Regions from separate parts of the Mus musculus genome. Here regions 1, 2, 3, 4, 6 and 7 are each linked to region 5. A link is a contact called in public ChIA-PET, HiChIP or PLAC-seq and promoter capture Hi-C data. All regions are on one chromosome and are shown on one strand. Each heading gives the region's core, a stretch centred on a gene start, on an enhancer-like site or on the middle of the called end of the contact. The rest is flanking DNA. Distances are from core to core; before and after follow the strand shown.

Region 1 (4,163 bases), core at 439-2,938, 470 kb after region 5:
TTATATATAATATTTAACACATTATATTTAAGAGATATAAGTATGTATAATAGGTTTTTAAGGGCGAGTTGAAGAGGTACTATAATTATGTCGGGTAGTTTTGTAAGTGTAATATAAATAGGTTACAGTTGTGTGAGTTGCCAGTTCCCTGCCTCTATGATGTGGAAAGTGATGATGGATCATTTGAGCTCTAGGAATTTAGGAGATTGAGTGACAAGAGGGAAGTGGCAGGTCATACCTGCCCACTTATCAGTGTTTAAGAAAGCGTGCAGCTTCAGTGGAGAAAGTATCCACATTGGAAGAACCCTGTGTCTTCCACCCTGCAGGGAGGCTTCCTCTCAGCTCCTCTCTAAGACAGAGAGGCAGGTCTTTTGCTAGGAGAGTTCCTTTACTCTGCTGTCCTGTGCTGAGCACCTTGCGTGATGCTTGAAGCCCTTGTTGGGCAGCACAGCCCCAGTGGTGGCTGTTCACATGGGCCCTGGGCTACTGGAGTTGCTGTGTTAGTTTGCTAATTCTTCTACCTGCCTTGCGCAAGACGCAGTAACTAGGTGTTGTTCCTTGTGTACCCCAGGAGAGGAAACAGTGTGTAGCCCATACTTGGTTTTAAATTTATTCTGTGTATCATTAGGGGGCGTGGCCAACACAGCATGCGCATGGAGGAAGCTTTGGGAGTTGGTTCTCCTCTTGCACGAGGTTTCTGGGGATGGACCACAAGTCATCAGGCTTGTGCAGTGAACACTTTTGCTCAGTGACCCACCGTGCCAGCCTTATTTTATTCTCCTAAATGTTCATAATAACATTAGTTTACTATAAAGAAGGTAAGGTGACCTGTAGGGAAATGGTGATTGTTTTCTTTCCCCAGAACATGAAATTACCATATTTTTCAGAGTGCTCATTTGTGTTTGATGGTAAATAAGAACCTGTATCAAGGTTGCTGGAATGTCACTGAATGAGATGGTGTGTCTCTGCTGAAAGATGGGGACACAGAAGAATCATGGGGTTCGTGGGTGTCATGTCATCCAGGTCACTCCACAGGAAGTGAAGCTGGTGAGCTAGTCCACTGTGGTATCTAGCTCCTAAATTAAATAGTGGTCTCTTCGATTTTGGCCACATTTCAAGTTCTTTAGGGACGGACAGCCTCCTGTTAATGAGGGTTAGAGTGTTCTTTCTACTTTAAGGGTATGTTTTTCAAGCTACGAGTAAAGCACTTCACATACGTATGTCTCTGAAGCACAGAATGGATGTCTTTTTGAGACAGTATACTTATTGAGACACCAGCACTTTAATATTTCTTCCCCGTGGGGCTGCTCTGCTGGACAGACATAATCTTGTCAAGCTAAAAGCCAAAGACTTTTATTGATCCAGGAGAATCTAGTTCTAAAATTTACTGTAAGCAAAGCTATTATTAGTCATTTGTAGTCATGTCCTTGTCCCAGCTAGAGTCTTTCTTACTCACACGCTGTGTCTTAGTGTCTTACACTGCACAGTTTACCTGGACAGGTAGACAATGCCTGTGATTATCCCAGCCCCTTCTTCCTGACACTGAAGCCTTTTGTCCATTCTCTCCCTATTAGAAATCAGTAATTAAATGCTAGCTGCATGCTGTTTTCTAAACAGAGTGGTTGCCTGTTACAAAGACAACTCCTCTTTTCATTACAGTACTTCCTGTTCTGATGTCTGGCGGGTTCCACCTGTATTGTGTAACACCTTTCCAAGGACCTTTGTCTTTGTGAGGTGTACAGCTTCAGTCGAGGGGCTCTAGTAGATCAGAGAGTTAGTGATGAAAGTGCTTGCTGTTGTTAAGACTACAGATTCTCATCTTGTCTCTTACGCTTGTGCTTGCCTTTCAGGAAAAAAGTGCCAGCTCGAACACAAGGCTTAAAACTAATAAAGAAATCCCTGGATTAGTTCATCAACCCAGAGCAAAGTAAGTTCTCCTTTCTGTTTTCCTCCTATTGTCTTTAAAACTCCTTTTTTTTTTTTTTTTTTTTTTTTTTTTTTGCCTCCCAGGTAATCAAGGCTTATTATAACGCTTTAGTAATTGAGACAGTAAAAAGGAAAGTCTCAGAGCATCCTCAGTGCATATCAAAGCTGACAGTTTCAGGCCAGTTAGTGAAATAAATAAAAAAAGAAACATCGCTTTGTGGCTTTCATATTGGTGGGAGGAGGCAGTTATTTAAGATATGACATATACACGATATAAGATAAAACAAATCTTAGGAGATATACTAATTAATAGCTGCATTCAACTTATGAACATATCTTCATCAGAATATGCCTTAGAGGTCACAAAGCAGAGGGTGGCATACAGATGGCAATGTATATTTTCCAGAATATAGAAAATAATTTTTAAAATAAAATTGCAAAACCCAGAGACTGAGCTAACACATGAACAACCACTTGACTGAAGAGGAATCCGAGTGGCTGGTCTGTTTGAAAAGCATGTTATTTCATTCCATTAGATTCTCAAAAAACTTGTAAGTCCGACAACATAAAAGTTAGCCAGAAGACAAATAAATAATGCTCTCAGACCCTGCTGTGGGTTACACAGCAGTGCAAGCTGGAGGAAGCCAGTTTCTTATGTAGTAAAGTTGAAGCCCCCAGCACCGCCAGTGGCAGGTTTATGCCCTTGAGAAATACTTTACATTTGTGTTGGGAGACATTTTAGAATGTCCATAGCAGCAGTTTAGATAAGCTTTTAGAAGAAAAACCAACTGTCCATCAGTAACGCAATGGGTAACAGTGCTGTGGTGTGTTCTTCTGATGGGGATGCTACACGTCTGTGAAAATGAATGAGGTGGGTACATGTTACACACATCAGGGTGGGGCACATGCAGAATGGTAAGTAGCAGGCTGTTCCTTCAAAGTCAAAGACATAAATAAGCAATATTTTGCATATAAGTATAAGGCAAAGTAACAAAAGCAAAACAAAACAAAAAGCCAAGTTAAAAAAAAAAAAAAAAAAACATGAAGTTGAAATGGTGACTCCTGACTGGGAGAGACACAGGCTGTCTTCTAATCTAGGTGCCAATTGCATGACTGTTGCTTTTAATATGTAATTTTAAGAGCTCTTTAACTTGAAAAGTTAAGTTGTACATTTCCTCAATGGCGTGGGTACTTGAAGATATTATGGCTTCCCAACATATGAACACTCTCATTTTACTAAAATCGTTAATGTCCTGGCCATGATCGTATGACTGCAATCCTAGCACTTAGGAACGGAGGCAGGAGGATTGTCACATGTTCCTGGCCAGACTGCTCACTGAGTTTCGGGCAAACCAAACTACAAAGCAAGAAGCTATCTTAAAAGAAGTTAATACAATAGGGTGCTTAAAAATAAATAGATAAATAAATAAATGGATTTTTAATCACTTTCTAGATTGTTCTAGTGCTCAGTCCATGTTGGTGATAAAATCACTTTGTCACATGAGACTATTGTTACATCTCCTGAGAGGCTGTTAATCTTTACAGTATATCTACTTAAGGCCGAGTTAATTCCCAGGAATGCAAGTACATTGAACAGCCACCTCCTGTGATATCAAGGCCGTAGCATGTCATTGCTGGGCCGTCCTTGAAAAACTGAGATTAAAACAACCTGCTTGGTGTGGTGGCTACTGGTTGTCAGCTTCACAGCATCAGGAATTAACTAAAACCTGAAGGGCAGGGCACACCTCTGAGGGAGTGTGAGGATTCACTTCTAATCCAGATCCCTGAGGTGGGAAGATAAACTTTTAATTCAGGGCCTTTGATGTGGCAAGATCCGCCTCTAATCTGGGCATGGCTTCTGCCTGCATAAAGGATGCAGAAGAGGGAAGCATTTGCTCACTGCCTGCTTGCTCTCACACATCTCAGAGACAAAGTGCACCCTTAGGAGCTTCCCCCACTGGCCTCCAGCCAAAGCCCCCGCATGCTGAGGAGTCCACCATCTCTCAGTAATCCTTTAAACTGTAACTCCCTCAGTGATGAGCTTGGTGACCCGGTGCCCCACCCCCAGAGACCCTTTCCTCTGAGCATGGCTGCACTGAATCCTACGCCTTCACGGCGGTTCCCTTTAGGAAGTCATTACCAGATCCAAACCATATTATCGCTTTACACTTTGTGGCTGAAATGAAAGCCGAATACCTTTAGCTCTGGAGCCCATGTCGCCTGTCATGACTTCACTG
Region 2 (4,035 bases), core at 880-3,379, 410 kb after region 5:
ATCAACAGGCAAAGCAAAGATCTGGGTAGGTGAAATACTCGATACTAGAGAGCAGAGTTTTCCTTGCTCGATGCAGTGTGGGTTCAATGACTAGATCTCGGCACTGATGCTGGAAGCTGGCCTGGGACAGCCTGGCCTTGGCTCCCCGCTTTTGTACCTCTGCTCCACGTGCTTGTCCCTTGGAAACCTGAGGAAGCTGGAGACTGAGGTTGTCCTCGCTGCTCATCCTGCTGAGACCAGCACAATCTGCCCCACCCCACCCCCCTTCGCATCCTTGCAAACGCATTCCTGTTCGCTCTATGCTCAGAGTTAACACTAGTATCCTGTGCAAGCCAAACACACTTGAAGAGAGAGGCTTCGGGTCATTCTGGCTGATTCGTGTGACACGTACGGCAACCCCGCGCCTACATTTGGCCAAATGATTGGGATTTGTGCTGCCAATGGCGGTTTTCCAGTGCACAAGCATTCTCGTGGGAACAGGAGTTAGATGTCTTTGATTCTGGAATGAGCAGGATGCTTTCCAAAGTTCGAAGTGATTCTCGGTGATCTGTTAGTATGGTGTGTGTGTTGGTCAGTGTCCAGTCTCGCAGGACACTCTGCCCAGCAGTCACTCCATAAAGCTTGTGATCTCCCGTCACTTAAGCCTTTCCGTCAGTTTCCATGGCTGATGATTCGTCTGTGGCCATCACAGAAGAATCCACAGCAGACATTTATCCTGATTTCTGTCATTGCTTTACATCTGCATATTCTACGTTGGTTCTTACTCTTACCTCCTTAAGCAAGGTGAAGTAGTAGATTGATTTGCTTTTCTTTTTTAACCATCAAAAAGCTATTCAGACACAAGTGGCAACCTGGATTCCAGATTCTCCTTTTCTAGCTTTAAAAGTTGGGCCTTAAGCTTCTGGAGTTCAGAATTAGAGAATTAGAAGAAAATATAGGGAAAGCTATGTCAGGTCTTGGCAAAGGGAGACTTTCTTCATGGCGACTTAGATTAACAAGAACTGTAAAGGGAGAGCTTTCTTTTCAGATATCAGAGTCAAATTCTTTTTGAAAAACTGAATAGCCGCAAGATGGAGGTGGTTAGGAGCTTTGGAGAAAACACTTGTGATCAGAACACAGTGAAAGGACTCATATCTGAGATACATAAAGAGTACCTCTAAATATACAAGGAAAGGGTGATCTCTTTAAAAAAAGAAACGAATAGACCCAGTGGTTCACAGTAGAGCACAGACCCTCACAGGCATACAAAAGGCTGTTCCCCATGCTCTAGACTGTGCATACTTAGAGATGCATTTTCTTTGTGTGCCTGAAGGACACTGCCCCGCAAGGCATGCTTCACTGGGGCTCTGGTGGGCTGCCCCCTAAACACACTTGAGCTTTTGTTCATCTGATTTTTCCCGTTTCCCAGAGCCAGAGGTGTGCTGGTTCTCAAACCGGTTTGTGCTGGTTGAATGTCATTGTAATTATGTAATTTAGTTAAATAATATGCAAGCCAGTGAAACACCAGCATGGAGAGAGCTGTTACAGTGAAATTTAAATGGAATGCTTTGAAAAGTCTTGATGAAGGCGGGTTATTAAAAGCTTGCTGTTTAATTGAATTCTACATTCAGATTCTTTTACGAGGCCATTACTTTCTAACTTCCCTTAAGAAATCAAACAGGAATCTCAGCTGTGCATTGAGGACATGGTCGGTATCCCTCATGAAAAGGAAAAGCCATTTCCTTGTGATAATAGATGAGAAAAGAAATATACATCTTGGTATCTTAAAGTAAAATAATATGTTTAGTGTACATATACATTTTATATGTCCCTACAATCACTCAATGACCTTAATTGCCAGTTTAGGTGGTGTCATCTAATACTACTTATTGAAATTAGGGACATGCAAATTAAAATGTGATCCCATGTTTCATCCATTTGGATTGGCAAAAACTTAAAATTTGATAATATCAGACTTTGACCTGATGGTAGGAAAATATATGTTGATGTACCAGCGGTAAACACCTCTCTCAGAGGGCAGTGTAGTGGTTAATATCTCTGGCAATTTAAACATGCATGGCTATGACCCAGCACTTCTACATCTGTGTACAATGGGCAGCTGCCTGCATGAAGGAGGAAGCTTGCGTGAGACATTCATTAATAGTGCTGTTTATAGAAAGTTGAAGGCAGACCTTTCTTCCTGTCAGCAGGAGAACAGTAGTTACATCATGCTAGGTAGCAATTAAAAAAGGAATTGGAACTGTTTTGGAGAAAACCATGCCAATCTCCGTGTTGATATATGTATTGTGATATATGCATTGTGATGTATTGTGATGCTGTGTAGGATTCTTTAAAATGAACCTGAAACAGCAGTGCTCTGTGTTTTCCCATAAATATCTGTGCATGGGGGAAGATTCATAGATACAGATGTGCTCCAAACTAGTGGCACACCAAGTTCAGCTAACTGATTTGCAAAATGGACATGATCCTGGAACTCACTTTAGGGAGAATTTGTACAAATTACGTAAGATAGTAGCACAGTTCTGGGGAAGACTATGCCATTATTGGCCATTATTATTTTAATTTTGTGAATCCAATTTCATTACTTAGGAACATATGAGAAAGAACTGATAATATGTTCAAGGGAGATTTTTATTATTATTTTTAGCATTTAGAACTTTGGTTGAAAATTCATGTATTCAAAGGAAATGTTATAGCAGTTTTCTGGTTTTGACTACTTCACAGTCATAAGCAAGATGGTGGCGTTTTCTTCTTGTCTTTGGTAGATAGATTCCAGGGGCCGGGGGCGGGGGGGTATATAAATCAGCCAGACGGACCTTGAGAACTGTTCAGTTTCATTCCATGGGAGTTCACAGTTCTCATTGCAAATAATTTAAGCATATATTACTTTAGACTTGGCAGAATGCAACCTTTTGCCTCTGCTAGTGTCGGGAGTCCTCCTCACTGTTTAATAAAACACTGTCTTGTTTTCCTTAATTAACACTCACCATGTAGAGGCCGTCCTCCCGCGAGAGCTGTTCAGTCGCGCCACTCCGGTCTGCTTCTTGTGCTCGGTTGGAGCATGAGCTCCCAAGATTGACAAGTGTTGCACTGATCTTGATTCACCCTTTCAAGATGCCTTTGTATAAATGAGGAGATTTTCTTTTCTCTCAAATGATGCACAGCACTAACTTTTGATTTCTGTCTTGTCCTTAGAGTTGAAGGATGCCTTTGACTTGGGCGAGTCATTGGGAATGGGAGTGTCTGAACTTGGAGGGACTCACTTCCTGGCTTAGGGACCTTTAGACACTGAAAAGTTCCCACAACAAAGCAAAAGAGGACACGCTTGGTCCTTTATTTACACAAGGACAATTAGTGACCTGTCTTGATGTGACCACATACACAAGAAGAAGCAGCTTGAGGGAGAGAGGGGTCATTTTGGTCACCATTCCTGGGGATAATGCCCATTCTGAAGAGGAAGGCCCTGGGCAGTCCCGGGATGACACGTGTATCCCTGATAATTGATGCAGCAGGAAGCAGAGATCAGACAGGAAGTGGAGCAGGCTGTCAAGCCTTAGGGCCTGCCCTCCAGCAACCTACCTCTTTCAATACTACTCCATCTGAGTGTTCCACAGCCTTCCAGAACAATCAAGTGACCAAACACAGGAACCCATGGAGGAGATGCCACATATAAACCAACAGCAGACTAAATACTTCCCTAGCATGTGGTTATCGCTTCAGCGTTAGACTTGGCCCAAATACATACGGCGCTTAAGTTCTACAGAGGGGAGATAACCCGCATAATGTAGTTTGACATCAGCCTGAAGATCTTCTGGATGATCATCAGCTAGAGAAGGGCAGAGTAGGTGAGGGGAGGGCTTTGGTGGCTTCCTTCTCCCCCCACCCCCGTTGGCTGTGCATAAGAGGGATAGCGGGAAAGGTGCTGTGCCTCTTTATCAATCTTGGACGTCTTCCTTTCCCCAGATGCCGGCACTTTTGTGTCACTTGAGCGGGGCACATTCAAGGTCCCACAGACTATTCTGGCACTGTGCTAAT
Region 3 (4,111 bases), core at 1,011-3,510, 410 kb before region 5:
CCTGAGAAGGTATAAAAACTAAAAACTAAGAACAACAATAAAGGGGTGGTATAGCCATTTTCTGCTTCTCTGTGTGTGCCTGACTTTCTCTCTCTCTCTCTCTCTCTCTCTCTCTCTCTCTCTCTCTCTCTCTCTCCCTCTCTCTCTCTTTTCATTTGGTTAAGGATCTCTGGGCCTCTCACCTGGACAGCAAGAGGCCTGAGTCAAAGAATAAAGAGCCCAAATAACTAAGTTTCTTTTCTTAATCCTCTGCTGCTATTAGCAGGAGTTAATTGTCAGCTTTTGCCACCAGCACCCTCCCTCCCCACCCAACTCCCGCCCCCAATACCAAGAGAGAGTTAATTTCCAGAAGCCATCAGCTGTTGGCCCAGAAGAACAAGAGAGGGTTAAAGGCCAGAGATCATCAACCTCTGCTCTGCCTCTCCGTGCTCCATCTCAGTACCTGAATGTGGGGGTGGGACCCCAGCAGTTTTGTGTAGCAGAATTTTCCAGGTCCAATCAATTTGAATGTTAATACAACAAGAAGCCTGTAATTGGACAGGGAAAAGGGAGGCGAAGCTGGGGTTTTTGGAGACAGAGACAGAGGAGAAGGAAGGAAAATGGAGCAAGAGAAAAATGATCTAGATTCTACGTGACTTTAGATAGCCACAGGTAGCCTTTAAAATCATGACTGCTGTTTTATTTGGTTGGCAGACTACCCTAGTCACAATGAATGTGTAAGGTATACTTATTCTTTCAAAGAACCCTCATATTAAGCATGCAAGAGACTGGGGTCATTTTCAGCTCTGTATACTTCAAACAATGCCAGCATCTTCCTAGGGATACTTAGTAAAACTCTCATGATTGGCTGAATGGGTAATTAACCAAATAAACAATTGAGACCCTAAATGTGGATTCTCATCATACGTTTTTCTGAAGACTTTACTGTTATCCATCCTCCCAGCCTACCCCACCCCACCCCACCGGTACTGAAGATCAAACCCAGAGCCTCTCACATGTTGTGCAAGTACTTTACCGTTGACCTCCAACTCCAGCCCCTTCCCCGGCTTTTAAAAAATGATTTTGAGACAGGATCTCACTAGGTTTCCAAGACTGTCCTTGAACTTGCTTTGCAGCCTAGGTCTGGCTTGAATTCGCCACAACCTAAGTAGCTAGAATTCCAGGCCTGTGCAACCAGAGCCCACCTGCCTGTCCTCAGAGAATCAGTTTTGTCTCACACCCGACATGAAACCCTCCCTGACCCCGAGAAGGCCACAGAGATTGATTTCCCTTCCTCTGCATTTCTCTTCATTCTCTATCCCAGCACCTGAACACAGGGGCTCTGCTGTAAGTGCTAGAGGCAGGGAGCGCCCTTCTGCTTTCCTTGTTTCCCACAGAACCTAGCACCTAACATTCTGAGTAAATATGGCAGATCTAAGACATTTTAATAAAATGGTGTCACGCCCCACACATCTTAGCTCTCTTTGGGGCTACAGTCATCCTTTTCAGTTCTGCATTCTTTCAGAATGCTGAACCCCCACACGCTATCCCATCGCAGTGCTGGGGGGCTCTTTCAGATAACGTTATGTGGTTTCTTTCATGATTGCGCTGGGATCGCATATGCAGTTTCTTCGGCTTGCTTCCTCAGGCAAGGACTCTCGCACCGAGGACATCTAAGGCTAAAGACTACTGGAGACCAAGTGGTTTCTGATATCACAGGAGGAGAAGCTGTGAAGTAGTCAATTTTCTTGCTGTGGTAAAACACTCCGACAGAAACATCGTAATGAAGGCAGGGTTGATTTGGGCTCACTAGTCTCCAGGGTACAGTCCATGATGGTGGATAAATCATGGTGTCAGACCCTGAAGCAGCTGGTCACAAGGCACCCACTGTCAGGATGCAGGGGACCAACTCATACTCACGTAGCCTTCTTCTCTTTATGCAGGGAGGACCCAAGTCCTGGTCACTTTTCATAGCAGATGCTCTACCTCAGTTAACCTAAGGCAGACGATCCCTCAGAGGTGTGACCTGAGGCTCATCTAGATCCTGTCAAGCTCGAAACACAAAGCTTCACACCGACCTTGTCATCACAGGAAAAGGAAGAGTGTGACGAGTTAGAAACACACTCTGAATGGGAAAAAAAAAAAAGAAAAAGAAAGAAAAGAAATAAGAAAGGAAAAGGAACATGACTGTTCCCAGATATGGTGGAGGAGAGAGTTTATTATAGCTGTGTGGGAGAGAGAGCACAGCCAGAGTCAGGGACCTCCGGGAGAGTGCTGAATAGACAGGAACAGGCTGAGCTGTGCTATGTGGGGAGAGGGAAGGGGAGGAAGAAGGGAGTGGGAGGAGCCAGGCACAGCAGCCAGGAGGCCCAAAGGCACAAAGACAGCAGGTTACAGAAATGATTGGATTATGTAGGGAAGAGCAGACCTCAAGGCCCAAGAGTTCAGGATAGGAGGCAGGGTATGCCTGATAGGAGGCTCTGTGACACGTAGAGGGTGGAGGATTACAGAGAGAAGCTGGTGGCCAGCTCTGCTTTGATATGCTATAGCCACCTAAGCCATTTGTCCCAAGTTCGAAACCCAACCATTTCCACATTTAGTAAGATGGAAATCTCTAAGATTCTCTGTTGATTCCTCTGTTGTAGCAGCTGAAAGCATGTGGTCATTCTGCATGTGTCTGCCAACGTATGACAGTAAGTGAAGCATCCATGCTCCCTCCTCTTTTCTGGGATCTGTTGTCTGAACCACAGCAAAAGCACGGCCCACATTTGGACCGAAACACTCCCAGCCGGTTGGAATACAATGGACACACAGCAAGGCCTGTGAAGTTCTAGCTCTCAAGAATCAGAATTTAAGCCTGGCAGTAGTTGTGCATGCCTTTAATCCCAGCACTTGGGAGGCAGAGGCAGGTGGATTTCTGAGTTCGAGACCAGCCTGGTCTACGGAGTGTTCTAGGACAGCCAGAAACCCTGTCTTGGGGGGTGGGGGGGAGAATCAGAATTTAGGGTCAGGAGAGGGAGCGGTAGGTTCTGCCATGCTCTGCCCTCCAGAGCAGGGGTCAGGGGAGGTGGCAGAGAGGAGACTGAGAAGCACCCGAGCTCAGTTTTTCCCAGGGCTCTTCTGAGTTCCAGCCAAAGTCTAAGCCCTTACAATTTAGTGTGCCATCAAGCTTGCCTTTTGTTTTGGATTTTCAATACAGGGTTTCTCTTTGTAGGCCTGTCTGTCTTGGAACTTGATCAGTAGGCCAGACTGGCCATCTGAGAGACCAAACCTACCCCATCTTGGGACTGTACCCACGTACCAGGAAGGACCACACGGCTTGTCCTTGGCCAGAGGACACTTCCTGGCTACTTCCTATCAATAGTTAATCAAAGATTAGTCTGACTGTTTCAGATGTACCTTCAGGCTATTTGTATACGGCCTTATTTCAGAGCACCCACCTCTCAGCTTATAGCCATTCTATTAGATGCTTGCCAGACTGGACACCCTCTCCCTCACCCCCTCCCTTGCTCCTATTTTTCTATAAAAACTTGTCCTGCTGAGGGTTCGAGGCCGCTCCACCTTCCCTTTCTGTCCTTGCTGTGTCAGGATTGGGATGGAGGAGAGCCCAAGCCTGCGCTTGTAATAAAGAGACCCTAATGCTATTACATCGCAAAGGGCTGCTTGGTGATCTTTTGGAGTTCGTGGTTCCTGGAACAACACATCTAACTGAGAGATCTGCCTCCTGACTTCTGAGATTAATGGCATGTGCCACCCAGCAAATAAGTAACCATTTCTTTCTTTTTCCTCCTCAGGACAGGGTTTTTCTGTGTAGCCCTGGGTATCCTGGAACTCATTCTGTAGATCAGGCTGGCCTCAAATGTTTATCCTCCCGAGGGAAAAAATAGGACCACTACCACAATTTTGAGTCAAATTTAAAGCAAACGTTTTAAATACTGGCCAGGATGATAGACTCTGACCAGGCTATTCCTGAACGCCATAAGGCCATTGTGTTTTGATCAGATCCAATCAGGGGTGAGCAACCATCCTGACCCATTTCCTGTCTCCGTACCTCCTGCCCACATGTCATCTAGCACATTCGTGTAGTTGGCTCAACTGAACCTGTTTGGGGAAGTGAAAACACGTGACTTGC
Region 4 (4,080 bases), core at 1,408-3,907, 490 kb after region 5:
TGGCCTTGCTCACATCTTCCACTGCCCACAGATGTGCGGCTGTCCAGAAGGAAATCTCCAGAAAGCATTAACATCCCATCCGTGGACCATGCACTAGGTCACCTGAAACATTCCTAGTTTAGATTTCACTTGAAACTCCTATTCCCAAGGCTCTCACGGTCCTAGCCACAGATAAAACTGAGTTGCATGGCCTGCAGGAAATGCTGTTCTTGTTGGTCAGTTGGTCAGATGTGAGGTGACTCGTGTGTGTGTGTGTGTGTGTGTGTGTTTGTGTGTGTGTGTGTGTGTGTGGCAACTCTTAACTTAAGCATTTTATAATCCATTGAGCCAAACAGTCTCCATGTACAGTTAATGCTGCCCCCTCAGCCTCTTACATTGTCGGAACCCCATGCACGTGGTTGCCATCCTCCGTGCTTTCTTGGGAAATACGCTGATCAGGCTGGCCGGCAGACAACTCCAGGCACACAGTAGAATCCAGTGGACCCCACTCATCTTCCTTTCTGGAATTCGGGCCAGTTTGCCACCCTGGAAAGGCCTTAGCCTTTCCCTGGAAGAAGAGGGAAGCCAAGTGGAAGTGTTCCTCTAACCCAGAGTGCACCTTCAAGAGGCCTTCCTACTTCCTACTTGATTAGCTCCTGTTCTCCCTTAACGGTGCTTACAATAGTTGTCCCTTGTGCTTCCTGTTCTGAAAGCCAAGAAGAAGGAAGGGAAGATGAGCCTCCTAGTCCAGTGAGCAGTGGCACACCCGGCACCCCTGTGGGCAGGAAGAAAAGCAATCATGTTAAAAATTGACCACTCTCTCCATCTTCCGGGGACCTAGTCTGTATGGTAGTTAAGAGTGGTAAGCAATATCCTCCACTTCTCCACTGAGACTAGTCAGACTGGTCACCATCCTTTGGAGGAAGTAGAGAGACATCTGTAATCCAATGAACAAGCTGATGGTCCCAAGACTGCTGCTGTCAATCAAGTCAGAGGGGTGTGACTTGTCTGCCCAAACATCTGCCTCCTCAGGTTGTAAAGGTTTTACAAAATTTGGAAGCACATCTCCCTCATGAGGCAAATGAATTCAAATCTAGTTTTGCCAATTGTATAAAATGAGCCTTGGGGAGACCCATAAAGCCCCCACCCACCAAGCAGGTTGTATTAGAATTCCTGTCTTGGACTGAGAAACTGACAAGACACTAAAATTAAGAATCTCTTAGAATCACGCTCATCCAGGTAACCTGGAAACTGTTCACAAAAATTTATTTTACATCTATTTATCTCCATGAAAAAAAAATCTGAAGAAAGATAATGCCCGGTGGAGAAAGAGTAAAATGAAAACTTATGCCTTTCATAGGATAGAAACCACGGGAGAATGAGGTGTAGATGGCGAAGAAGCAGATGAAACGTGAAAATTCAAACTGAAGACAGATGGATTGTTAAATTTAATTTCTGATTGCTACCATTTTCTTGGTGGTAGATTATAAATGGTGTTTTATAACTCGCCACCGCGCAGGGGTTTTCTGCGTTGGTGTCCTGCGGAATTCGGTTCATCCTGGAAGAAATGGCAAAGCTCTCAGGGTAGAAATCAGCTCTGGTGTCTGATCCTTAAGGCAAAAGCTGCGTTGGCCTCCTGGTGTCGGGACAGATCACTGCTGCGCTTTCTAGGCCTGAAACACTTCCTGCCCACAGGAAGAGAGTGGTCTTTACGTGTTTAAGAGCTGGCCGGCGAAGGGACAAAAAAGATTTTGCACTATTTGACAAGTGATATGAAATCCCATTTTTGGTAGCCACAGAGTATTTTTTGAGGGGTCACGGTTGATGGTGTTTTAAAACAGTGTCATACTGTGGAGCCCAGGCTTGCCTTAAAATCATAATCTTCCTGCCTCTGCCTCCTGAGTGCTGGGATAGTTGGCACCACCATACTCAGCGATATGGATGCTTTATGGCAGTGGTTCTCAACCTTCCTAACACTGTGACCCTTTAATACAGTTCCTCACAGCGTGGTGACCCTAACCGTAAAATTGTTTCCATTGCTACTTCATAACTGTAATTTTGACACTGTTATGAATTATAATATTTTCTAATAGCCTTAGGCAACCCCTATGAAAGGGTCATTTAACCCCCTACCCCACACAAAGGGGTCACGATCCACAGGTTGAAAACTGCTGTTTTGTGGGGACTAAGCTGCACTTGCTATGCTGAAACAGGGGCCAGAAGGAACAGAGCTTCAAGTATCTACTAGCTGGCCCTGCCAGAGGAAGTTTGCCAGTCTTCCCTCTGGGACCTGGGTTTGGTATGGCCTGGCCAGTATAGGCATCCCAAGGTCTTTATCCCGTCTCCTCGTCACTGCCTTGTGGAGAAGAGGATCACTGAAGTGGTCTAAGTACCAAAGACAGACAAAGTTTGGGAAATGGGAGCTTTAAAAGGTTCTGATGTGCCCTTGCTGATGGTGGATGTTGGTGTAGCTACAATGAATCCGGTGCTGGAGTAAAGAGAGGGGGAGGCGGGCAGGGGAGTACACGTTCTGTCTTGAAAATGAAAAGTCCTGTATCCCAGGACTGCTACAGCGGGATCTTCCTGAATGTGGTCTGAGCAGCAGTCAGGGGCGGTCACACTCTGCAGCTCCTCACCCACCAGGCCTCTTTCCCAACTGAAATAATAATGTCTGAGCCTAATTAGAATAAAGCTCATTAGAGACAGAGACAGCCATTAATGCCTCCACTGATTTTTCTAATGAAATGAGCCGGGGGAGGAGACTTTAACGGGGCAACTAATTATTTTTTGTTTTCTTCAGCATTTCTTCCGCATTTAAAACTGTTGCTGTAAGCTGTCACTGGTAAATGAAAGTGGAGCTGAAAGTGACGTGTGATGTTTCTAGCCCTGGGAACATCGTCTGCTTCTATCCTACACCCCCACCCGGAGCTGTAAGATCCTAGTCTCAGAGGCTCTTATTCCCCAGCCTGGTCCCGTTGTGCTTCCTCTGCATTCTGGCTAGTGGCTCCTGGGTACTGAAGTTGTGAATGTGGCTATCCTGCCTCATGCTCCTGGTTCAAGGCTGGATGTCCACATTCCACAGAAACTTGGATATGCCATTGCCTCAGGACTGTGATACCTAGAGGAATAAATTGTGAGCTAGCTGGGCGGAGAAGGGAAATTCCTATTGAATTTATGTACAGGAATTCAGATGGGGCAACCACATTTTATTAATCAAAATGTTCCTGGCTACTCAGAAAGCAGTGACGTCCTGCAGTGCCAGGTAGAGCCTGTTACAGAAGGATAGCAATCATTCAAACCTGAGTATGTGGCAGGGCAGAGCACGTGCCTAGCATGCATTGACACTGTAGGTTCAGTCCCCAGGACTGACAAAGAAATCAAAGTGGAACTGCTCCCACGTATGTATGCTGCACATTAGACTAGTTTAAATACATACAAATGTGGGCTAGGGGACAGTGGGACTCTAGCATCAACTTCTAACCCCTCCTTACATCCGCCCAGCCCTCTCCTCATTCCACACTGTTGGAGCAGCACAAGCCCACAGCCAGCCTGACCTCTGCTCATCCTGTAGCTACAGCTGATCCTGTTGAGTTGTTAAAGAAGGCAGGGCTTCCTCCAGGGGCTCTAAGATACAATGACTGCTTCCTTCTCTAATCAAAAGGGCAGGGTATTTTGATTGCTGACACTCACCAGCCTCCTTTCAAGGTGGAGTGGTCACAAGTCATGTGACGGGACGCTCACAGGATTCTAGTAGACACCAAAGGACAGATGAGCAGCAAGCGTCAAGTAAGGGAGGCCACCTTTTTAGCCAAATCACTCGGCACCCTGTAGGGGTAACGTAGGGCCACCAAGAGGGGAAGGGACAGCGTCTCCTTGGAGCATCTGGAGACAAATCGACAGGAAGATGCCATATCAGACCCAGGTCATACAGACTTAAGTAGCCAGGCAGTGGATGCTGGAGATGTGTAATGACAGAGAGTAGTAAGTGTAAGCCCAGACTGAGGCCCAGAGAATACGCCACCCCCCTGGAGCTGTCTGTCTAGTGGGGGCAGTACATGAGCATAGCTTAGTACCTGTTTTCAGATACTTTTTTCCATGCCT
Region 5 (3,714 bases), core at 340-2,839:
GAATTAGTGTCAGTGTTTGCTGCTTCAGGGAGCCTCCTAATTTTAGTAGTATTTGCTTTTGGGAGAATGTGTCAACAGCTGTTTTATGGAGGCAAAAATAATGATTTCATATGAATCTTTGTAGGTGGAGTTTGCTCGTAGTTAGTTTTCTGATATATTTAAGGTTTTCTCTTTTTCTTTTCTTCAACAATGGGAACTCATGTCTCGTTTAATTGGTACTTTTTTTATCATTTTGTAATGGCAAATTTATTTCATTGAAATTGTGAAAAAAATTGGCCATCATTTCTTCAGTGTTTTCTACCTCCTTCTCCTATTAGTTCACTAACATGGGGCAACTCCTTAAGGCGTTGTTCATTCTCTGCGTGTTCGTTTACTGTGACAGGTTTTGATCTATAGTCCAGGCTGATCTAGAACTCACTCTGTAGACTCAGCTGGGCTCAACATCACAATCCTCCCATTTCAGCCTCCTGAATACTGAGATCATGATCATTCACCACTAAGCCTGGCACTTTGCCCCCTGCCACCCTCACACTTATGAAAATAACATCTCACTCTTTGTTCATCTGTAGTGATTTCTCTTGATCTATCTGCAACTTCACCTGCTCTTCCCCCCAAATTCCATTTTGGTTGTCAAAAATCACCCACTGGAAATCTTTATTTCCAAAACTGTAATCTTGAACTACAGAATACCTATTTGGATTTTAAAAAAAATTTTCATTTTTGAGATTTGACCCTTGAGATTTCCATCCATTAAAAATATGGTTTGTTGTATTTCATTGCTGATGGATGTAATGGTCTCATCAAAGTTTTGTTTCAACACAAGATTCTTTTTTTTTTTTTTTTTTTTTTTTTTTTGGTTTTTCGAGACAGGATTTCTCTGTGAAGCCCTGGCTGTTCTGGAACTCTCTCTGTAGACCAGGCTGGCCTCGAATTCAGAAATCCACCTGCCTCTGCCTCCCAAGTGCTGGGATTAAAGGCGTGGGCCACCACTGCCTGGTTCAACACAAGATTCTTAATCTACTGCGTTTTGAATCACAAGTTTTCTTTTGCCTGGTACTTTTTTAATTTTGGAAGCCTTTTTGGTCTTGGTTAATATAGTGGCTTTGTAACCACTCCTCTTAATACCAGGAACCTCCACTGGCTCCTTTCTTACTCAGGGTAAATCCAAACCCACTTGCCATGTCCTACCCATCAGTCTGAAGGGTCACATCTTTGGCTTTTTAAGTCATTTGTTTACGTTAGTTCTCAGTACCCGTTCAACACTTCATGTTTTTTTCTAATCTTGAAAGATGGACTTGCTTTACAACTGTGTTTTAATTTTAAACTTCGACAGCAGGGCATTGAATGGGGTCTTTTTCTGCTCCCAGGAATTGAAGGCAAAGACGGGTTAAGAATCCTTCATTTCTCAAGCTAGAGAGCACGGGTTTATGAAGGGCTGAAGAATTCTGAATTCAGGTTATTAGTTAACTTTCTCTACCCTACAACCTGCCCAGACTGGAGGTGGTGAAGAGGGAAGGTGGAGGGGGCGGAGCTCATCCGCGCTGGTGCCGGTCCCTAGTCAGAGGGCGTGGCCCGGCCAACTCTCCGCCCAGTGTGCGCGGCGGGAAGCGGAACTCCCGCGCGCTGGACCGTCTGCTTCTGGCCGAGCGGGGTTTGCGGTGCACCACGGCTTTCTGCGCGGGCGGCATGGAGGAGCGCAGCGATTCCAAACCTACCCCGGGATGTAGCGGGCCTGGCCCGGCTCCCGTTCGCGATGGCGGCGGCGCCCACACATGGGCTCCGGAGGACGCCTGGATGGGCACACACCCTAAGGTCAGGAGGCGCGAGGCCAGCAGGGCGCCGACCCGGCCCTCGGCACCGCGCTCCCTCTCCGGCCCGCGTCTCGGCGGAGGACGCACGCCAGCCTCGCGGCGTGGGGTAGGGGGGGACCCCCGAGTGCAAGGCCACTGGTCGCCCGCAGTGTCATTTTTGTTTGTTTATATGAGTTATATAGTATAGATTAACACCATTCCTGTCATGCTGCCAAGGCCACTCTTAACCCAGAGGCCGCTGATGAGCCCTCCATTAATACCTGTTTTCCTAACTATGTAGTCCTTTCTGAGATGGGCTGAGTCCACAGCTAACCGATCAGAAACAGTTTGTGGACTACGGCTGAGATCTAGGAGTCCGCAAATAATGTATTTAGGCACAGTCGTATTACACTTAGCCTTAGGCCCAAAGTGTGCATCTTGATTCTGTATGGGGACAGAATCCTAATTTTTCTTCTTTCTTGGAAAGCTTGAGTAAGTTCTTGTACAGGCCAGAGAACTATTGACATTGTATTTTCTGTGTTGGCCTCAAGGAAAATAAGGATAACCTTCTGCTTGCTTCTGCTTGGGAAATTGATAACTTTGTATCCGTTAAGCCACAAGCAGTCTGCTGATAATGAATGAAGGCTGTACAGAGACCTCCAGGACTGGTTCATTAATAAAATGGCAACTCCCCCCTTTGAGAGTTATTGAGTCGGATAAGTGTGTTAAAACAATCAAGGAAAGCGAATATTTGTAAATACAAATCTTAAAAAAGGAACCTTTCAGCACTTCATGAAGCTTGGTGGGTTTTTTTATTTTTTGTTTTTGTTTGTTTGTTTTGGTTTTGGTTTTTCGAGACAGGGTTTCTCTGTATAGCCCTGGCTGTCCTGGAACTCACCTTGTAGACCAGGGTGGTCTAGAACTCAGAAATCCGCCTGCCTCTGCCTCCCGAGTGCTGGGATTAAAGGTGTGAGCCATCACGCCCATCTATGCTTGGTGTTTTCTTTGATTTCCCATCATCGACTCCATAAACAATAGCGTGGGAATGTCACTAGTTACCATAACGACAGGGGAGGATGTAGAGAGAAACAGAGAAGACATCAACAGTGACTAGGAACATGGAGGCCAGTTCAGACTTCCCAAGTTTGAATCTTATTTCTGTTTCAAAGTTGGTAAACTTTGACTTGTTTGACTTCATCGCAGTTCTGTTTCAATTTTTTGACGTGTCTCGGTATATTTACCTCTCTTCATTAAAAAATAGGGATAATGGTAGTACTTAACCTCATAGGGTAATGTTTATAAGGTGTCTGACATAAAAAGTACTATATAAGTATTAGTAACCCATTGAAACTCCATCTAGGTTTGATGTTGCCTCTAGACAGTTTTCTTACTTGCAGATTCTTTTCCCATTGAACTTAATGGCTGTATAAACCACCAAATCTTCCTGATTTTTTTTTTTTCTTCCAGGAACAACAAATTAGACCTTGTAGCCTAACACAAAGTGATGTCTCAGTACCACTGTCAAGCACTTTTTGAGATCTGGGGCACGTAAAGTCCTTCTTTTGAACCTGCACATTTATCATGCAGCCAATTAGGTCTGCCCTCTCAAGGTTCTGGAATATCTGATCAGCCATACCTGCCCCACTGTGTGTGGATGCCCAGGGCCTTACCACACCTGCCCCACTGTGTGGATGCCCAGGGCCTTACCACACCTGCCCCACTGTGTGGATGCCCAGGGCCAGGGCCTTACCACACCTGCCCCACTGTGTGTGGATGCCCAGGGCCTCCCTGCAGGGGTAGATTCCTGGGATTTTCCTATTACAGCTAGCAAGTCTGAAAGAAGTAATTTGCTTCTTTAAAGCTCAAATAACTCCCACTCAAGAGCAGGAGGTGTTCAGAATTTAGCAGATTTTTTTCTATATGC
Region 6 (3,716 bases), core at 1,010-3,509, 380 kb after region 5:
AGTTGAGCTTTGGTCTACTGTTCAATTTTTACACATTGAAGCCATCACCCATTGGGCCGCACGTTATCATGAGCAATACTGAGATTTCTCTATAATCTACCCAGTAGTACTTCTGAGAAATGTCCAGGCTGTTTAGACTTATAAGCATCTGCTAATGGAGAAGGTGTTTTAAAACAACAAAACAAACCAACCAAACAAACCAGTGTGTACATGGATTGAATCTAGGTGGGAGGAAGCTTTTAAACAACTGGTCATTTTACCCTTTCCCTCTCACCTTGGATCAGATAGGCCACAGAATCGAGCTTGGCTGTATGAAGCCCAGCCTTGGTCCGACGGCAGGCCTATGATAGCGGAAACTAGAGTTATTGAGCCTCGTGTCTACTTCCCACCTTGTCTCTCCACCTCAGTTGGAAACTCCCACAGAAATGCGCCCTCTTGCATGAGGCCTCTACTACTGTATTTCTCTGAGGTACCCGCTGTCTATTGTCTTCAGAGGTGTGAGTTCTCCCATTAAGAAAACAGAAGCCAAAATCCTTGTGCCTTTGACATTACTCACGTATTGTTGATTGTCAGGATACCAAATGCGTGAGTGGAGGGATGGGGACGGCCTGTGATGCTGACAGGGAGACTTGGCTTCTAGATACCTATGTGTCAAATGTGACATCGCTGTATCTTTTAGCTATCGCACTGAAATATGAAGAGGTGTTAACAGTAGCCCAAGGACACTGGAAGATTAGAAATCACTTTTAAGTTTTCTTTCTTCTCCCCTCCCAGTGGGCTGTGCATCAACACTCATTATTGAGAAACACAGCAGATGGGCCAACAGACCGATTAGTTATTTATATATACATATATATTTTTTCTTTATGGAGCTTAGATGCTGGCTCTTTCTTCATTAAAAGGAAGGCATTTTTACATGATGCCTTGTCTTGGCTTCCCTTTTTAATCAGAAGTACAAGGAGGCCACTTCACTCGGTCTATTAATCATGCAGCTTCGTCTTTGTCTTAACTGCTGTCTTCATAGCTCTCTGTGTGCCCATTGCAGTCAATATTTGATTTCTTTCCAGCCCTGCAACCCTTGTGTGGGCCTTCATGTCCACGTTCTTTCTGGGCTTGGGTTTCTTTATGGGGTTTATCTTTTTTTTTTAATTTGCTTTTTTTTCAGATGTGTTTTTTTTTTCACTAGAAAATTATTTCAAATATTTTGGAATTCCTATTCAAAATGAAAAGGTCTTTGATTAATTGGTAGGAGGTAGAATTACCTATAACATTATGTAATAAAAAATCTTTACTGGTAGCCTTTTTGTTTAAACAAAGGGGTTCATTTAATCTCTTGGATTGTCCTCAAAAAATTGAATTTTTCTTGTTCTGGTTTTAAGTTTTCTGAAAGTGGTTTTTTAAAAGTGAAACCCTGCTTCCCATTTTTCCTTGTGATGGGCATGCATATGAAATTCATGTGTGCATATAGGTGGAATTTTCCATGGTGTGCCATGAGTTAGTATGCAGTAGCAACCCCATGATGCTTGGAGAACTTTGAAACATGCTATAGGGAAAGGGTGCACATGCAGGGTCACACGAGTTTGAAGTTCTTCATTTAAAAAAAATCTGAATTAGATTCATAAATTTGTTGATGGATTTTGTAAAAATTAGGGAAATGGTCTATAAAAATGGCATTGGATTAGTTTAGGTCATGGTTTTGTGGTGCCCACATTTTGAGGACATTAGAGATGATGTGTAGGGCCCCCAATCATTTGAGGAGAGCTATACACAAAACCATAAGCAGTTAATTTGGCTCTGTGTTTTCTGAGATGCATGATGGTCCTGTCTCCTAGATAGCTTGAAGACAGACGAACCTGTGAGTCAGTTTTAGAAGTGTCCATCAAACTTCAAAGAGGTGCTTTGGCTCAGTTCTCACGCTGCGATCTGCAGCTTCAAGCAATAGCTTGCTGTTAATAACTTGGTGTGAAAATGTGGAGTCTGGCGTGCCTGTTTGCCTTGCCTCTGAGTGCGGTGGGGGCTGGAAAAGAACTCAGGCCTAGCTGAAGGAAAGATGGAAGCTGAAAGGAAGCTGATGTGTATGAGAAGGTGAGAACCAAAGGGGAGTTCTCCTGAGCAGGTGATCCCAGCAGTCTTAGGGAGACATTTCTAAAGTCCGCTCAGAAGGACAGCTTACGTTGACTGAGAATGAGTGGAGATGTAACCTTGACATTACACATGCAGTTCAAAGGCGTTTTAATGATGGTTCCTTAGATGTGGTCTGGTCTCAACCCCAACACCTCTCTAGGCTCACTTTCTCAAAGCTGAGTCAGGTGCCTGTGGGGTGAACGCCCTGACGTCGTGGTGTTTTCAATCTGCAGGAGCTTGGACCACATTGCCTCGAAGCTGGTCTAATTACCTCCTTCACTGATCTTTTATATTCTATGGGGGCAGAGAGGAAAATCATATTTCATCTTGCTTACCACCGTGAGCTTGGTACCTACCAATCACTGTCTATTACTAAGGAGTTTCCAATTAACATCTGCTAATTAAATGATTGAATGATTGGACAGGTGCTTGTGACATATTTAAAGCTTTTCCTCAGTGATCTGTGCGTGATTAACTTTACAAATTGGAGGTCTGAGCCTCAAATGACTCCAGTACCACCAGAGGGTAAACTTACTAAAATATAGTTTCAATAAGCTTGTAAAACTTGAACATGCCACTTTTAAAATCAAAATACTGCTATAAGCTATACGCTATAGTGTATTTCAGAAATAAACTGCACATGGAGCAGTGGTTGAGCACCAGTTCTTATTGAGTGACAGAGGTTATTAAAGCGTAATTAGCTGCATGTGGTAACACATGCCCTCAGCCCCAGCTAGTGAGAGTCTGAAACAGGAAGATCACTTGAGCCCAGGAGTTCAAGGTCTCTCTCCCACTCTCCCTCACCTCTTTCCTCTACCTTTTCCCCTCCCTGTGAAATATAAATATATATCTGTCAGCCTGAAGCTGACAAACATTTGTTTTCATGTAACTATAACACTTTACATCCTAGTGCGTTTTTAATGTGAACACAGCTTCGAAGAATGAGAAGCACTGTAATGCTACTCAGGGTCAGAGGTTAACTCCTGTCAGCTTCCCACGTTAGAGGTCTCTCCTCACCTGTGGTCTTGGCGTTCACAGTTTCATGGTCCATGAAGATCCTAAGAGTCCTGACTCGTTCCACAGAGAACAACATGTTCCCATGAGCCTTAGTGCGGTGTAATGATTCTACTTACTAGTAATCACCATCACTCGCTAACAGTGTCTAATGTAAAGTAATTTTTGTTGTAAATACGTGTATAAGGAAAAGCATGGTATATGCCGTGTTGGTACTGCTCCATTTTCATCAGTTGAGGGTCTTGAACATTCACAGCTGGGCAAGAGGAAGGCTTCAGATGTCTTTGTGAGAAACCACACAAGAAGCATGACATTTCAAATGTGAAGTTGGAATTAAAAAACAAAGTCACCTGAGGTGACTGTGGAGGGAGTGGTGAGTTTGCCTCCTATTTCTCAGAACCCCAGTGATTGTGTTAGTTCACCGCTCTTTTTGTTTTCTCTTTGATTCTGGAGAGGTGGCGAGAGGTGTGGAGAGAGGTTCCTGTCTGTGCGGGTTGTCTCCCCCATGCCCGTGTGAGGTGGTTTGCTCATAGACTTCCTACTTGGAAAGAAAGGGGCTTCCATCCACACCTGTGATC
Region 7 (3,844 bases), core at 1,303-3,802, 350 kb after region 5:
AGAGGGTTATAATAAAATTTATGAGCAATGGAACATCTGAAAATGTTGACCAATCTTCACCAGTGCTGCTGACCCAGCCCTGTGGCTGACAGACTTCTAAGACAGGGCTGCTTAGGCACAGAGGATCCCGGGGAACTTTACTTACACTGGCCATTAGTCCCTATGGCACTTAACAGTTTGGCTCCGATTCGAGTTTCCGGTGATTGATGCATACTTTCTGGGTCAAGGCTTGGATTAGATCCTTAAGTACTCTGAGGGTCTGAACTCACTTGATTGTAAAGATTAAAGTCTTTATTCTTCTAGACTTGATATTCTTTGGAACATCTTTTTTTTCTTTTCTGTTTTAAATTAATTTTAAATTAGGATACAAAGTCATCGGTTCCATTGTGGTGTTTAAAATGTACCTGTCATTGTACCTTGTCTGAATCCTCTGTACTGCCCTCTCCCTCTCTCCTTCCTGGTTCCCCACCCCCACTCCCCTCTCCCTCTCTCCTTCCTGGTTCCCCACCCCCACTCCGCTCTCTTGTCACATGTCAGGTGATCCTTATTATCTTATCTTCTTGGATATATTCTGTGATGAAAAAAAAAATGTCTGTGTTTGAAAAAAAGGAAGCTATAAATGAAAAGATTATGATGTTATCAGTTTATATTGTCACCGTGTGAGTCGATAATTCCATGTGTGACTGTTACGAGGAAGTCAGAATTTGGTGTTTGACCGTCAGTATTTTAGATAATTAAAACACCATATGACGTTGTCATTTTAAAAGAATTGGCTCCATTCTCCCCCGGCTTATTTTCACACGAGGCATTGTAATTTGAAGTTGGTAATAGCAGTAGTCTGGGTTTTGAGTGTGAATCAAAGGCGAACCAAGGGAAGTGGAGAAAGCCTCCATGCCTTTCCTGGAGATTTCCCACTCCCAGGCCCTTCCCTAACGCTTAGGTGCAAAGTCGCTGTATCGTTTATTTAACACTTCCATTCTCACTGCCACAGTCTGTTTTATTTCTGTGGGCGGTGCGCCCTGCACACTCAGCTCTGGGTGAGACCAGTATGTGTATGACAGGGCCTTCTTCCCTAGCTGGCTCATGGATTGGGGCCTGGGGCTGACAAGAAGCACTCCAATGTGTTTTACAGCCTGAAGTGTGTTCACCCCTGAGTACTGGATTTTATATTCCACTGGGGGGAAAAAGTCTATAAATACCGTGACAACTTTCCCCCTCTACCAGAAGGCTCCACGCCCTGTGGCAATCTACTTTCATGAGTTTGCGGTTGGTGCCAGAGCCTACAATGTAAAATTCCTTTGTAAATACTGTACCTGAGAAAGCAGCATTGTGTCCACTCCTACTTTTGCTTCTTTTTCTGACCTCATGGTCTCACTCTGTATTCCAGACTGGCCTCAAACTCAGCATCCTTTTGCCTCAGCCTCCCAAGTGTTGAGATACTACATCCCTATATACCCTATCCTGTTTGGGTATACTGGGAGAATTCATTCCACATTCTTTCCCTGTAATTAGACTGTTGATTTATTTCTCTGGGTGTTGCACCCTTTCTCCCGAAGCTGCCCTGGTCCTCTCTAAGGGACGGTAGTGAAGTCTCTAGAATGTTGTCATTCCATCAGTGCCCTTTGTTGTGCTGGCCATTGCAGAATATCTGGAGACAGGGCACTCTGAGATGCTGATGTGGTGACTCTGAAACAGGTCACTGGGCCAAGATAGCTCAGCAGAGTCTGAAAGATGGCCATTCGAGGGGATCTTGAGCCTGATGTGTGCCCTGAGTAGGAAGTGGGATGTCCTGCCCTCGGTGGGGTCTGCACAAGGACAGCGTTTCCCATAGTGACTCGAATCTCAGCTTGGCTTTCTAGAATAAGCAGATATTAAAGTTCTTTCAATGAAAGAATTCTTTTTCCTGGGGAGTGCAGACTGCTAACACGCTTTTCATCTGAAGGTGTTAGCTCTAACTCATAGTTCTTCCTTCTCATGATGCCGCTTTACGTAGAGATCCCAGGCAAAGGAAGATCTCTGACCCTTTCTCTGAGTTCTGTCCCCAGAGTTATGCTCACCATTGCTCCAGTCCGTTATTCTCAACCACAGCAGGCTCCAGGTCACCCGCTTACTAGCTGGGAGACTCTGGAGGGAGTCATATTCAATTCTAATCTAGTTCCTTTTAATCTGAAGATGAACGTGCAATAGCTATGCAGAAAACATGTGCAGGTCACATGATTGTCATGAAGAGAACGAGAGAACTACTTTATGCTGTCACTCAGGGAACACTGAATGCTCACAGGGAGAAGGGTAGCCCAGTGGATGGAGGCAGACAAGGCGTCTAAAAATTAAGAGTTTCCAATCTGAGGCGACCCCGATGGTACCTGCTGAGTTCTCAGTGTGGAAACACCTAGAACGATTCAGCATTGGTTCAAGGGTCACATGAACTGTGATTTGTGCTGAGACAGACAGGATGCAAATGAGAAAACAGCAAGCTGTGTTGGGTTACTACTTCCATGCGGTGTGGGGGGAACGCTTCCAGCAGAGGAAATGTTTGAGCTGGGCCTGTCAGGTGACACAGCTTCCTATAAAAGCTCATCTGTCGCCTTTTCTCTTGTTCTCTGCAGTGGTTGCTTGTCTGCGGTCTCTGCACTGGCATCACTTGCTGGCCTTTGACTTAGCATCCGCCCTAACAAAAGTCACATTATAGGTGTGCATTGAGAACAGACTCGTTCTTAAATGCCAGGATCTGGATGTACACTTTTGTAATGAAAAGTCTGTTTATTTTTCTGGGTCAATTTTACCTTAGACTACTGCTCTATAATTCAAAACTTGCCTTGTTTTAGACATGATATTTATTTCTAATGACAGGGTAATTCTAGTACATGGGGATGTTCAATGCTTTGGAGCATATTGGATATAAATGTTGAAGAGAAATTTATTCTTTAGGGGTATACACAAGAGACAGGTTAAAGGCAACGAGGCAGCTTTCCAGAAGAGAGACAGTCGATGCATTGAGTGTGTTCCTGTAGAGAAGTGTCATGGGGGAGGGTGGTGAGAATCCGGGTCACACACCTTGAGTCCCTGTGTTATCTTGTGTTAATAGTTAACACCAATACTGTGTCATTGGCTAAATATTTTTCTTGCAAGATAAAGGATTGTGGTTGTATGGACTCTGTCTAGAAGCTAAAGATCTCGATCCCTTGAGTTGACATGGTAGAGAATTCTCTTCTATGAGTTTTCTTGGAAGAGAGCACAGAAATTTCTCATTTTGACAGTTTTAATGGCAGACTTTTAAAACTCAGGATTTCCCATCGAAGTAAACACAAAAATAAAAGATTGTAGTATGTTGTTGTTTGTTGCCGTGTGTGTGTGTGTGTGTGTGTGTGGTGTGTGTGTGTGTGGTGTGTGTGTGTGTGTGTGTGTGTGTGTGTGGTGTGGGGGGTTGGCACCAAGCACATTTGGAAGCTGGAGGACAAAGCATCACTTCTTGCTTTTTAACTTGTTAAGACAGGATTTGTTGTGGTTCAGTGCCACCTACCCGAGCGCTTTCAGATTGTCCTTTTGAAATGGCTCTTTTTTCCTATGAGAGATAAATAAAGTATGTCAGTTCTCTCTCTCTCTCTCTCTCTCTCTCTCTCTCTCTCCCTCTCTCTCTCTCCCTCTCTCTCTCTGTGTGTGTGTGTGTGTGTGTGTGTGTAGGTCAGAGGACAGTCTCCTGTGTCATTCCTTAGGAGTCATGTACTTTATTTTTTGAGATGGGATTTGCCATTTTCTTGGGGCTTGCCAGTTCAGCCAGTGAGCTTTTCCTCCCCAGATTAGCTGGGATTCCAAATTTGTGCTGCCACACCCAATCCTTTTCCCT

What was found. Promoter capture Hi-C pulls out the DNA fragments that hold promoters and counts their contacts. ChIA-PET counts read pairs in DNA pulled down with a chosen protein or histone mark. HiChIP or PLAC-seq counts read pairs in DNA pulled down with a chosen protein or histone mark.
Region 1: a promoter capture Hi-C map of hippocampal neurons shows a contact between it and region 5, with 4 times the contacts expected there. The contact joins the enhancer-like site here to the promoter of Tsen15 in region 5. A contact is called at or near these places in 11 of 39 promoter capture datasets (the 3T3-L1 cell line, the C10 cell line, cranial neural crest and 8 more), 2 of 115 datasets of contacts at active chromatin or transcription factors (bone marrow-derived dendritic cells and neural tube) and 3 of 9 other capture datasets (adipose tissue, liver and macrophages).
Region 2: a contact with region 5 is called in a promoter capture Hi-C map of hippocampal neurons, with 2.9 times the contacts expected there. The contact joins the enhancer-like site here to the promoter of Tsen15 in region 5. A contact is called at or near these places in 8 of 39 promoter capture datasets (the 3T3-L1 cell line, 3T3-L1-derived adipocytes, the C10 cell line and 5 more), 3 of 115 datasets of contacts at active chromatin or transcription factors (cardiomyocytes, embryonic hindbrain and large pre-B cells) and 2 of 9 other capture datasets (liver and macrophages).
Region 3: a contact with region 5 is called in a promoter capture Hi-C map of liver, with 2.8 times the contacts expected there. The contact joins the promoter of Ncf2 here to the promoter of Tsen15 in region 5. A contact is called at or near these places in 1 of 39 promoter capture datasets (liver) and 1 of 115 datasets of contacts at active chromatin or transcription factors (bone marrow-derived macrophages).
Region 4: an H3K4me3 HiChIP or PLAC-seq map of embryonic basal ganglia shows a contact between it and region 5, with 3 times the contacts expected there. The contact joins the enhancer-like site here to the promoter of Tsen15 in region 5. A contact is called at or near these places in 6 of 39 promoter capture datasets (the 3T3-L1 cell line, the C10 cell line, embryonic stem cells and 3 more), 1 of 484 Hi-C or Micro-C datasets (CD4 T cells), 3 of 115 datasets of contacts at active chromatin or transcription factors (embryonic basal ganglia, memory CD8 T cells and neural tube) and 3 of 9 other capture datasets (adipose tissue, liver and macrophages).
Region 6: an RNA polymerase II ChIA-PET map of memory CD8 T cells shows a contact between it and region 5, with 46 read pairs. The contact joins the enhancer-like site here to the promoter of Tsen15 in region 5. A contact is called at or near these places in 3 of 39 promoter capture datasets (cranial neural crest, hippocampal neurons and neural stem cells), 4 of 484 Hi-C or Micro-C datasets (bone marrow-derived macrophages, cortical neurons and nephron progenitors), 3 of 115 datasets of contacts at active chromatin or transcription factors (memory CD8 T cells, oligodendrocyte precursor cells and thymic regulatory T cells) and 1 of 9 other capture datasets (adipose tissue).
Region 7: a contact with region 5 is called in an RNA polymerase II ChIA-PET map of memory CD8 T cells, with 17 read pairs. The contact joins the enhancer-like site here to the promoter of Tsen15 in region 5. A contact is called at or near these places in 2 of 39 promoter capture datasets (frontonasal cranial neural crest and hippocampal neurons), 2 of 115 datasets of contacts at active chromatin or transcription factors (large pre-B cells and memory CD8 T cells) and 2 of 9 other capture datasets (adipose tissue and liver).

What each region holds. Positions count from the first base shown.
Region 1 is chr1:151,918,811-151,922,973 of GRCm38.p6, reverse strand. It overlaps 1700025G04Rik (RIKEN cDNA 1700025G04 gene), which reads left to right. Exons shown (of 6, transcript NM_197990.3): 4 at 1,851-1,927. Among named protein-coding and RNA genes, the nearest start is that of Edem3, 170 kb to the right of the region's middle. Within about 2 kb of position 1,688, at least 5 of the 459 cell types and tissues checked have an H3K27ac peak or open chromatin away from gene starts, as enhancers often do.
Region 2 is chr1:151,975,130-151,979,164 of GRCm38.p6, reverse strand. The region is part of intron 3 of 1700025G04Rik (RIKEN cDNA 1700025G04 gene); the gene reads left to right. Among named protein-coding and RNA genes, the nearest start is that of 1700025G04Rik, 110 kb to the left of the region's middle. Within about 2 kb of position 2,129, at least 13 of the 459 cell types and tissues checked have an H3K27ac peak or open chromatin away from gene starts, as enhancers often do. A contact at or near this core is called in hippocampal neurons, where this site is marked.
Region 3 is chr1:152,798,302-152,802,412 of GRCm38.p6, reverse strand. Ncf2 (neutrophil cytosolic factor 2) reads right to left here and starts at 2,260. Exons shown (of 16, transcript NM_010877.5): 1 at 1,900-2,260.
Region 4 is chr1:151,899,733-151,903,812 of GRCm38.p6, reverse strand. All of the region lies in intron 5 of 1700025G04Rik (RIKEN cDNA 1700025G04 gene), which reads left to right. Among named protein-coding and RNA genes, the nearest start is that of Edem3, 150 kb to the right of the region's middle. Within about 2 kb of position 2,657, at least 10 of the 459 cell types and tissues checked have an H3K27ac peak or open chromatin away from gene starts, as enhancers often do. A contact at or near this core is called in embryonic basal ganglia, where this site is marked.
Region 5 is chr1:152,384,557-152,388,270 of GRCm38.p6, reverse strand. Tsen15 (tRNA splicing endonuclease subunit 15) reads left to right here and starts at 1,589. Exons shown (of 5, transcript NM_025677.3): 1 at 1,589-1,812. The coding sequence starts at 1,687.
Region 6 is chr1:152,008,999-152,012,714 of GRCm38.p6, reverse strand. All of the region lies in intron 1 of 1700025G04Rik (RIKEN cDNA 1700025G04 gene), which reads left to right. Among named protein-coding and RNA genes, the nearest start is that of 1700025G04Rik, 79 kb to the left of the region's middle. Within about 2 kb of position 2,259, at least 25 of the 459 cell types and tissues checked have an H3K27ac peak or open chromatin away from gene starts, as enhancers often do. A contact at or near this core is called in memory CD8 T cells and thymic regulatory T cells, where this site is marked.
Region 7 is chr1:152,036,984-152,040,827 of GRCm38.p6, reverse strand. All of the region lies in intron 1 of 1700025G04Rik (RIKEN cDNA 1700025G04 gene), which reads left to right. Among named protein-coding and RNA genes, the nearest start is that of 1700025G04Rik, 51 kb to the left of the region's middle. Within about 2 kb of position 2,552, at least 53 of the 459 cell types and tissues checked have an H3K27ac peak or open chromatin away from gene starts, as enhancers often do. A contact at or near this core is called in memory CD8 T cells, where this site is marked.